3 separate regions of the Mus musculus genome follow, and regions 2 and 3 are each linked to region 1. The links are chromatin contacts, called in public Hi-C and HiChIP or PLAC-seq maps. All regions are on one chromosome and are shown on one strand. The core of a region is the stretch at or near the end of the contact, and the rest is flanking DNA. Distances in the headings are between cores, read along the strand shown. Region 1 has its middle 20 kb from the start of Gm839. Region 2 has its middle 15 kb from the start of Gm36639. Region 3 overlaps Chchd6 (coiled-coil-helix-coiled-coil-helix domain containing 6).

What was found. Hi-C and Micro-C count contacts between places; a contact is called where the count stands out from the background. HiChIP or PLAC-seq counts read pairs in DNA pulled down with a chosen protein or histone mark.
Region 2: a contact with region 1 is called in an H3K27ac HiChIP or PLAC-seq map of SST interneurons, with 3 times the contacts expected there. The contact joins two enhancer-like sites. A contact is called at or near these places in 1 of 484 Hi-C or Micro-C datasets (nephron progenitors) and 8 of 115 datasets of contacts at active chromatin or transcription factors (SST interneurons, VIP interneurons, differentiating embryonic stem cells and 5 more).
Region 3: a contact with region 1 is called in a Hi-C map of bone marrow-derived macrophages, with 2.0 times the contacts expected there. The contact joins two enhancer-like sites. A contact is called at or near these places in 8 of 484 Hi-C or Micro-C datasets (bone marrow-derived macrophages, brain, cerebellar granule neurons and 3 more) and 1 of 9 other capture datasets (embryonic tail).

Annotation. Positions count from the first base shown.
Region 1 is chr6:89,234,492-89,237,191 of GRCm38.p6, forward strand. No RefSeq gene overlaps it. Among named protein-coding and RNA genes, the nearest start is that of Gm839, 20 kb to the left of the region's middle. Within about 2 kb of position 1,295, at least 52 of the 459 cell types and tissues checked have an H3K27ac peak or open chromatin away from gene starts, as enhancers often do. A contact at or near this core is called in SST interneurons, VIP interneurons, bone marrow-derived macrophages and 2 more, where this site is marked.
Region 2 is chr6:89,007,325-89,010,024 of GRCm38.p6, forward strand. No RefSeq gene overlaps it. Among named protein-coding and RNA genes, the nearest start is that of Gm36639, 15 kb to the right of the region's middle. Within about 2 kb of position 1,372, at least 139 of the 459 cell types and tissues checked have an H3K27ac peak or open chromatin away from gene starts, as enhancers often do. A contact at or near this core is called in SST interneurons and VIP interneurons, where this site is marked.
Region 3 is chr6:89,465,829-89,468,528 of GRCm38.p6, forward strand. Chchd6 (coiled-coil-helix-coiled-coil-helix domain containing 6) reads right to left here. Exons shown (of 8, transcript NM_025351.3): 5 at 1,562-1,645. Gm46966 (a long non-coding RNA gene) reads left to right here. Exons shown (of 4, transcript XR_003956465.1): 4 at 1-763. Among named protein-coding and RNA genes, the nearest start is that of Gm46966, 14 kb to the left of the region's middle. Within about 2 kb of position 1,268, at least 22 of the 459 cell types and tissues checked have an H3K27ac peak or open chromatin away from gene starts, as enhancers often do. A contact at or near this core is called in bone marrow-derived macrophages, cerebellum and cerebral cortex, where this site is marked.

The DNA.
Region 1 (2,700 bases), core at 45-2,544:
CCTCTGTGAGTCATTCCTTCCCACCTAGGGACAGTACCTATCATAAGAACAACCTAAGCAGGAGGGGACTTTCAAAGATGCTCCTATCCCTGGCTTGCAGAGCATGCCCAGATGGCAGAGGGATGGGTGCTTTGAGCTCATCCCTTCATTCTGTCTCTACTTGTTCTTCTTAGAAGGACCTTGGGTCTTCATGTGTCCTTTGTGGATCAAGCTGTGTGTGCTGCCCTCCAAGACCACACCTGATGGCTGTTTTCCTCTTGCTCATCTTTGCTTCAGTTGCGCCACTGAAGATCCTGCTTGGTTCCAACAAGAACCTGGGCCTCCTTTACAGATCACACCACTGGCTAGATCAGCCCAAGATGTTCCTGGGCTGTCTGAGGCCTCCAGCACCAGCTAATCTCCTGAAAGATGGAGGCTGGGTTGGCACACCTTGGCATCAGAGTAGCAGATGGACTGGGACTGTTCAGGGCTCATTGTGTCCAGTTACAGTTCCTTTTTCCTTGGGGCCAGTGGTTCTGACGCTCGTCTTCTGGGGAAGCCTGGAAGTGCTTCAACAGATATTTCTGTTTATGTTTTCAAAGAGTGAACTGCATTCAGAGAAAAGTATGAGATAAACAATCGCCCAGGTAGTACAAGCCACTGAGAGACAGAGAGGAGAACCGCTCAAGGGCATTGCTCCACAGAAGCTAGGTATCACCTGATGTGCAGGCTAATTCCACCCTACCTGTATGGATGCCACATGCTAAGGTCCCTTTGTGTCCACCACCCCCCCCCCGGCCACTCCCCAAGCTTCTCCACACTCTCTCCCTGCCCCCTCCATATCCTTTCCACGTGCCCTCCATGTGCCTGCTTCTCTCTTCCATCCCACTTCATGAGTTCAGATACTCCCCCCATCCTTCCCCATGCATGTGGATAGAGTGAGGCACAGGGAGGTGAAGAACTGGTCATAGGCTACCCAGCTCAGTAGCTTAAATCTAGGTGGCCTCCCACAGCACGATCCCATCCGCCCTACCCTTCTGCTTGGCCTTTTTGGCCATCAGAGGGACGGAGACAGTGCCTCCATCAGGGGCACCGAGTCCCAGGCAGGCAGGAGAGTGTGGCTCCTCAGTGTCCTCCCAGACTATGGTTGTGTGATACTGGCAGCAGAGGTCGCAGCCCTGGTGTCCAGCCCCTTTCCAGACACGGGTGTGTTTTATGGCTTAATTAAACAGAGAGGAGCATAATTGACGTGCAGCCCGCTGGGCGCTGCCGCTTCCTGGCTCTTCCCCCGTGACTCAGATGCCGAGTGTGGGCTAATAGATTCGCAACGCTGATCGCTGCTCCAGACCCACTTAGCGAAGCTCTGGGAAGCTCTCACCGCCCTGGGATTGAATTGAATTGCTTTTCATTTCTAACCACGACCCATAAATCCCTCACACATCAGCCCCCGCAGAGAAGCCTCCAGGCTCAGGTCTCTCTGCCCGCCCCAGCAGTTAGCGGGACGGCTGCCTTGTAGAAGAACCACGCTGGCGCAGGGTCAGCTGCACGTTCACGGCCTGGACAAGCATCAGCATAAGGTCAGCCAGACTGGAAACTAAAGAACCGGCCCACGGTCCTTGTGGCAGCCGTGGCTTATGCTTCCCTGGGTCACTTTGGACTGAGGTATCTTTCCCACTGAGGGGGGGGGGGGGGGAGAAAACGAAAAAAAAAACAAAACAAAAACCAACCAGCCAAACAACAAAACTGAAGCAATACTCACTCCACACCAGGGGCAGTGGAGCAACTGGGACTAAAGGCGACCAAAGGTGACTAAAGGTGAAGTACTTCCAGCATGACAGACATGCTCTAGGGACTAGGACCTTGTTTGTGAGACTGTAACACGTTCCTGCCCACTGAGAGGTGGTTTACCAATGGAGAGATGCAGACGAGGCGGCGGGATAGCACCGCCAAGACAAAGAAAAGCCCAGCAAGTACAAGCTCAGGCTGTTTGACAGGGGAGGGGCTGAAGCCTAAAGGACCAGTGAGAGCCGGAAGGCCAGAGACAAGACACACAGGGTCAAGGCTCAGATCAGTACTGCTAGAAAGAGACCCGAGGGACCAGCCAAGATCAGATGGAGAGGAAGGGACAGGTTTCTTTGCCACTCCCAAAGGCTAATGGGAGCACACTGTGTATGCCTTTTTACAGAACCACCCAGTGCACTTCCTCAGGCCTCACCCCAGCCCTGCCTGTCTCTCCATGCCACTCACCATCAACATCCTCCTCCTTTGTCCTTCCTCTCTCCAAGGCCATGCTTTCCAGCAAACCCATACCTCCTACACCCCAGCTCTAAACTAGGATTTAGAAGAACCTTGTCCCCTCCTGCAAACATCTCAGCAAGCGGCCATCAGACTTCAATTCTCCGTCATCTCCTACAGAAAAGCAGAAAGCACACATTTCCCTCTTTGATTCTCATGCCCTAGCTGCCCTGCTTCTTGTAGCCCCAGAACCCTCTCTCTTCGTGCATCGTCCTGGGGTGACATCAGTGTGGCCAATGGGGTCCATGCTAATGGGATCCAGGCTCTGTGCTTTGGCGTTGAGGGGCCAGGACTTCAGGAATGTGTCATGTCCTCTCTGGACCACAGCTGCCACTCCTTGGGCTGCATGGCTGACAAGCAGCTGGGACTCCAAAGGACTCTGTGATGCGGGACAGTCAGCTCCGAGGTGAGGACCCAACATGGGCA
Region 2 (2,700 bases), core at 122-2,621, 230 kb before region 1:
GAGCGTTGTAGAGCATGTTGGGTAAGTTTCCTGCTGGCTGTTAGAGCCTCAGTCCACAGCCAGGAACCACGCCTGATAGTCCACACTGAATCAGGATGAGATGGGAAAAATAAAGAACAAATACATCCCCAAAGAGAGCTAAGAGGGCAGCCCTAAAAAAGAAAGGGCAGCCCTAATAAAGAAAGAAAGACCAAAAAAAAAAAAAAAAAAAAAAAGGAAGGAAGGAAGGAAGGAAGGAAGGAAGGAAGGAAGAAAGAAAAGACCCAGGTGGGGAATTTGTACGACATCTTGCAAAAAACCAAAAAACAGACTGGGAACCCTGTGTTCATTTTTCCCATTGTTATGTCTTAGTGAATGGAAGTTTGTGAGTCATGGGTCCAGCACTGAGTGGGTGGAACACTACATGTTTATAGGCTGGGGCTTTCTTAGGAGCCTCTGAGTCCCTCTTCTGATGGTCTAGATCCTTATAGTAGAGACAGAGAAGATGGGGATTAGAAACCAGGAAATGGCTAATTCATTCATTCATTCATTCGTCCCTGTGCTTGTCCTGTTTGAAGCATGAAGACCACAACAGTGATCAGGCAATCCCTAAGGCCTCAGTGGTGGTTTGGGAAGGAGTCACAGTAGCAACGAATGACCAGTTCAAAGGTCCTGGGGCAGGAGCAAGCCGGCCATCGCAGGGAGCAGTTCAGAGGCCAGGATAGCTAGAATGATATGGTTGGTGGAACAAATGAAGTCAGAGCCGGGCAGGCACCGCGACCACTCAAGAGCTCTCTCTCAGTGAAGATTACAGACAAGATCTGATGTGCTCTTTAGAAGATTTTTCCCCCCAAGGCACAGGCATGAGAAGAAGAGGTTCAAGGTCAGAGTAGGGTCTAAGGTCACTCACTGTCTGGAGGTGGGAATGGAACCAGGGTGTGGCAGTGGAGGGATCTTACACTGACACATATCAGTGTGAGTCCGGCAGGATTGGCTTGTAGTTCTCTGTGGCAGAGCTGGAGAAGTGCAGGGTGGTACCCAAAGCACCTCTGCAGGTTCCTTGGGTGAGCACCAAGGCTCTGGATTTCTGTGGGGAAATAAGAAAGAAATCCTGAGGATTTCTTCTGTGGGGCTGGGCAGAGATTCAATCCTGGTGGGCACAGGGTGGAGGGTGAAAGAGCAGCCCGGACAGAGTAAGGCTCAGGGGGTGTGACTGGGACTTGGGTCTGGTCCTGCACCTGCTCTGACCACCGTATCTTTCAACCCCCTACTCTACTCTTTGCGAGCACAGTTTGTCTGCTATTAACTGGCTAGGCCCCCCAGTCACTAGCCTCGGCTGAGACTCTGCCCTGGCTCCCCGCCTCCCTGCTGTGGCAGCCTCTGGGATTCACAATTTCAGCCTGACACCATAGTAACCACTTAGTGCGGTTCAAGATTCCAGTGTCATCCCTGGTCGCGCTTGAATAGGATGAGGCAGGGTGGGGGAGGGGAGGGCCCTGCAGAACCGCAATTATTTCTCAGTTGCCAAGGAAAATGTAAACAGAAGGTCAGCCTTGGCGGAGACTCTGTTTTATTTTTCCCTTTGTAGGATGGGTTGATTTGGGGAGATTAAATTGTGTGTTATTTTTCTTCCTGGGCTTCCCATCCTCCCGTCGGCCCGTTGACAGAGGCAATACAGCTGCAGAGACTGGGACTGAGACTGCACCGCAGCTGCCGCTCCAGCCTGCCCGGAAGCTGGAGAAGCCCCGCCCAGCTGTCCCCACCCACCAGAGTGCAGCCCCGGAGCCTGACCTGGGATTTTAGCCTGAAGTCAGGGCGAATAGTGTGGGTGTGAACCCTCGGCTCAGCAGAGGAACCAGCCGAACTACAGGAAGCTAGAAGAATGACCTGACAACTCACAGAACAAGGGAAAACAAGGAATTGTGCTGATTTAAGTTGCTAAAGCCAGGCAAGGTGGCTCATGCCTTCATCCCAGCACTTGGGAGGCAGAGGCAGGCAACCTCTGTGAGTTTGAGGCTAGCTTGGTTTACAAAGCTAGTTTCAGGCAGCCAGGGCTGTTACCCAGAGAAGCCCTGTCTCAAAAGAACAAACAAACAAACAAACAAAAGTTGCTGAGACTCGGGCTAGTTCCTTAGGTGGCGAAAGTTCCCTGATACATCCTACTGTTCTCTCTGACCAGGAGGGTTTCTTTTGCAGGAGAGGGAGTCATTGTCCCCGGTTTCTCACGCTCTGGATGGCGACTAGGCCTCCCTCGGGAGGCAGTGGGGGCTCTGTTGCCTCGAGGAAGTCCTCCCTCGCCTTCACTGTAGACCGTATGCATACCAGATTGGAGTTGTCTTTAGTTGTGTGCGTGGGACTTCTACTTTGAACTCTTCCAGAGAAGGGTCCTGCCATGTTTGAGGTCCCAGCCCTGGTGTCAGTCTTAATTTCAGTTGCTGCATCGGGGACCTGGGAGAGATGCTTTCAGATAGACTTGGCTGTTGCCTCTGGTCTCGGGTTATCATCTGGCCTGGAGGCTGGACCCTGTGAGGAACCAGCTTTACACTTGGCTCAGGAGCACCAGAATCCATCAGGACTGAAAAATACTGCCTGCCATCTACCTTCACCAAGCCTTGAGCTGACCTTATTAGACAGCCGCAAGAGGGAGAGGGAAAAGGAGAGGAGGAGGAAGCTGCCAACAAGGTTTCTGGCATCAGGGGGCCAGTTTCTTCAGCAGCTCCT
Region 3 (2,700 bases), core at 18-2,517, 230 kb after region 1:
CCCCACTACCTCTAGCCTGATCTCCATCTGCTGGGATGTGGGGTGTTTTCCTCTCTATTATTGCCAGCAAAGCACTACCAGAAAGGAGAGCATACTTTTGACAGCTCCTATCGAAGCGTAGAACTATTCACAAGCATGTAAACTTCTCTGTGTGAGGAGTGGGGTGCCCCTTTCCCAGCAGTAGGGAGGAAGAGTGAGGTGGAGGAGCCTGCTGGGAGGATTGCTTCTCCCATGGCAGAGCAGAAACCGGCCTAACAGAGAAACCCAGGAGGAAGAGGAGCGCGATGAAAGGAAAGCAGATTTGGAGGGGGAAAGCTGCTACAAGGCCATTTCCTCCCACCCTACAGAAGCATGTGCACAAGCTCTGAGTAGCCAAGCCCAACGCAGAGATGAGGAGAGCACAGCAGGAAACAGTACTGCACATACAACCAGAAAGAATATCTCCATGCCTGAGAACATATGGGCGACTGTGATAATTAGAGCCATAGCTGGTGGATTTTTTTTTCAACTCCTTTTTGTAATCCCAAATCACAATTCTTAACATGGCCTGCTACAGTCAAACCTGCGCACGTGCTGCTTTGTGAAAGCTGGCTCCTTAAAGGCCGTTTGGCACTGCTCAGGCACGTGCTTAGGACTGCAGGGTATCACTGTCAGGGCTCTCTCCTCAATGCTGGCTTTCCTCTACATGCCTGGCAGAAGTGGGCAAGCAGGTGGCTGTGAAGCAGGGAGCCACCGCCCCTTGTCCTCATTACCTGGAAATCCAGAACCCACACTTCTGCCACTCTACTGTGGCATGCTCAGGAGAAACCCACGGAAAGCAAACTGTCACTTTCAAAGCTCCAAACCATGACAAATGACAGGAGAAGACTCGCTTGCAATAGCTGCTGGCTCAGATTGCTTGGCATGAGAAAGAATACTTTTCTTAGGCATGAGGAAGAATACTTTTTTAAAAATTTCCCAACCATCTTTTCCCATGTTATAAGCTATTTCTTTGGAAAATCTGTCATAATCAACAAATTAAACCTCCCAAAGTAAGCACATTACCAAATAAATTTTCAATCATAAATTGCTAGCATTTAACAAGGTAAAAATGCCTGTGACTCTGGCATTCCTGGCTCATCCTCAGCAAGCATGCAGCAGCAGAGCACTTTGATCTTCCAAGTCCCAGGAGAAAATCGATGATACAACTTTAATGCATTTGTACAGCAAGGCTTCATGTTATTATTATTTTTATCCAATGTAGCTTAACTCAAGTAAGAAAGGTACACTGGGTCTCAGCACCGCCCTGTGGTGAAAGTGAATTATTTTTCTAAAACTGGATTGTAGTAGAGCCAGCCACATTCACAGAAAATGGCCAATTAAAAAGCAATTATCTCCTTGATTGCAACTTGTTGAAAGGCTGGGATCGTGGTGCTCCTGTGGAGGCAAGAAGATGGGCATGTCCACAGGGTGACTGGTGTTGGAGTAAGTCAGCATGGGACCTGCTGTTCTCCCATCATGGTGGTCGGCTCTGGTCAGGTACCTTGGAACCTATCCAGAAGGAACCAGGCCGGAGTCTTACCTTTTCCTGGATGCGCCCCTGCTGCTCCTTGTAGAAGGTGTCACGGCGGCTGAGCTCGGCCTCTCTGTCCTCCAGTTCCCTGGCCTGGTTGGAGGAGCACAAAGCCCGAGTTAGCTGGCAGCTGGTGCTGAATGAGTGCCCCAGGGAGAAGGCAGCTGACATTTCTGCTCACAGTCACGCTCAAGGAGAAGGACAGTGGTAATGCACACAGAGCCTACGCTGTGGATGGTCATGCATATGTGTTATCCTCAATTTTCACAACAGCTCTTCAAAGTGGGTAATTAGCACAACCATTTTGCAGATGATAATCACTAATGTTTATTGAATGCTTACTGTCTGCCAAGTCCTGTTCTACATGCTTTTTGGACATTTCTAGGTTCCTTCCAAAGCCTAAGAGGAAAGCAGGGTGTACTAAGCTAGTCAGGGTCAAGAGTCACAATGGATCCCCATGACAGGAGATACAGCAGAGGGAGCAAGTAACTATTCAACAGCTCACAGCCAGAGCATGAACTTCAAGGACTCATTCAAACACATCCCTTAGGTGGGTAGAAATATATACCCTCCTCTTTAAGACTCTACCTTTCTTCCTGTACATGGGAACTCCTGCCATGATAGCTCAGCATATAGGACACAGAGCTCACAGAGCAGAGATGAACTTGGACCTGGCTAAAGCACCAAGCTGCCTCCAACCTCACAGATGGGAAAGAGCAGAGTTTGGCACTGTTTTTGGAATCCTGCTATTTGGTAGCATACCATGCCACTGTCCTACATGCTGAGCTATCATGGCAGGAGTCCCCATGTACAGCAAGAGAGGTAAAATCTTAAAGAGGAGGGTATATATTTCTACCTACCTAAGGGATGTGTTTGAATGAGTCCTTTGAGGCCAGCTTAAGAGAGCCTCCCTCCTTCAGTCATAACTTTGAGAGTCCAGGTGAACAGCTTGGAGTTAGCAGCCTAGGGGTGCAGCCCAGTCCTTTCCTTAAGTAGCCAAATGACTCTGAACTACTTCCTTGCTTACACAGACCATCTCTCTAGTGCAATGGCTAAAACTAGAATAGAAGTGTTCTCTGCTTCCCATGCCTACAAAACTGTCTGAAGGCTGAGGGTACCCCTTAGAAATGAGCAGGGTCAGAACAAGG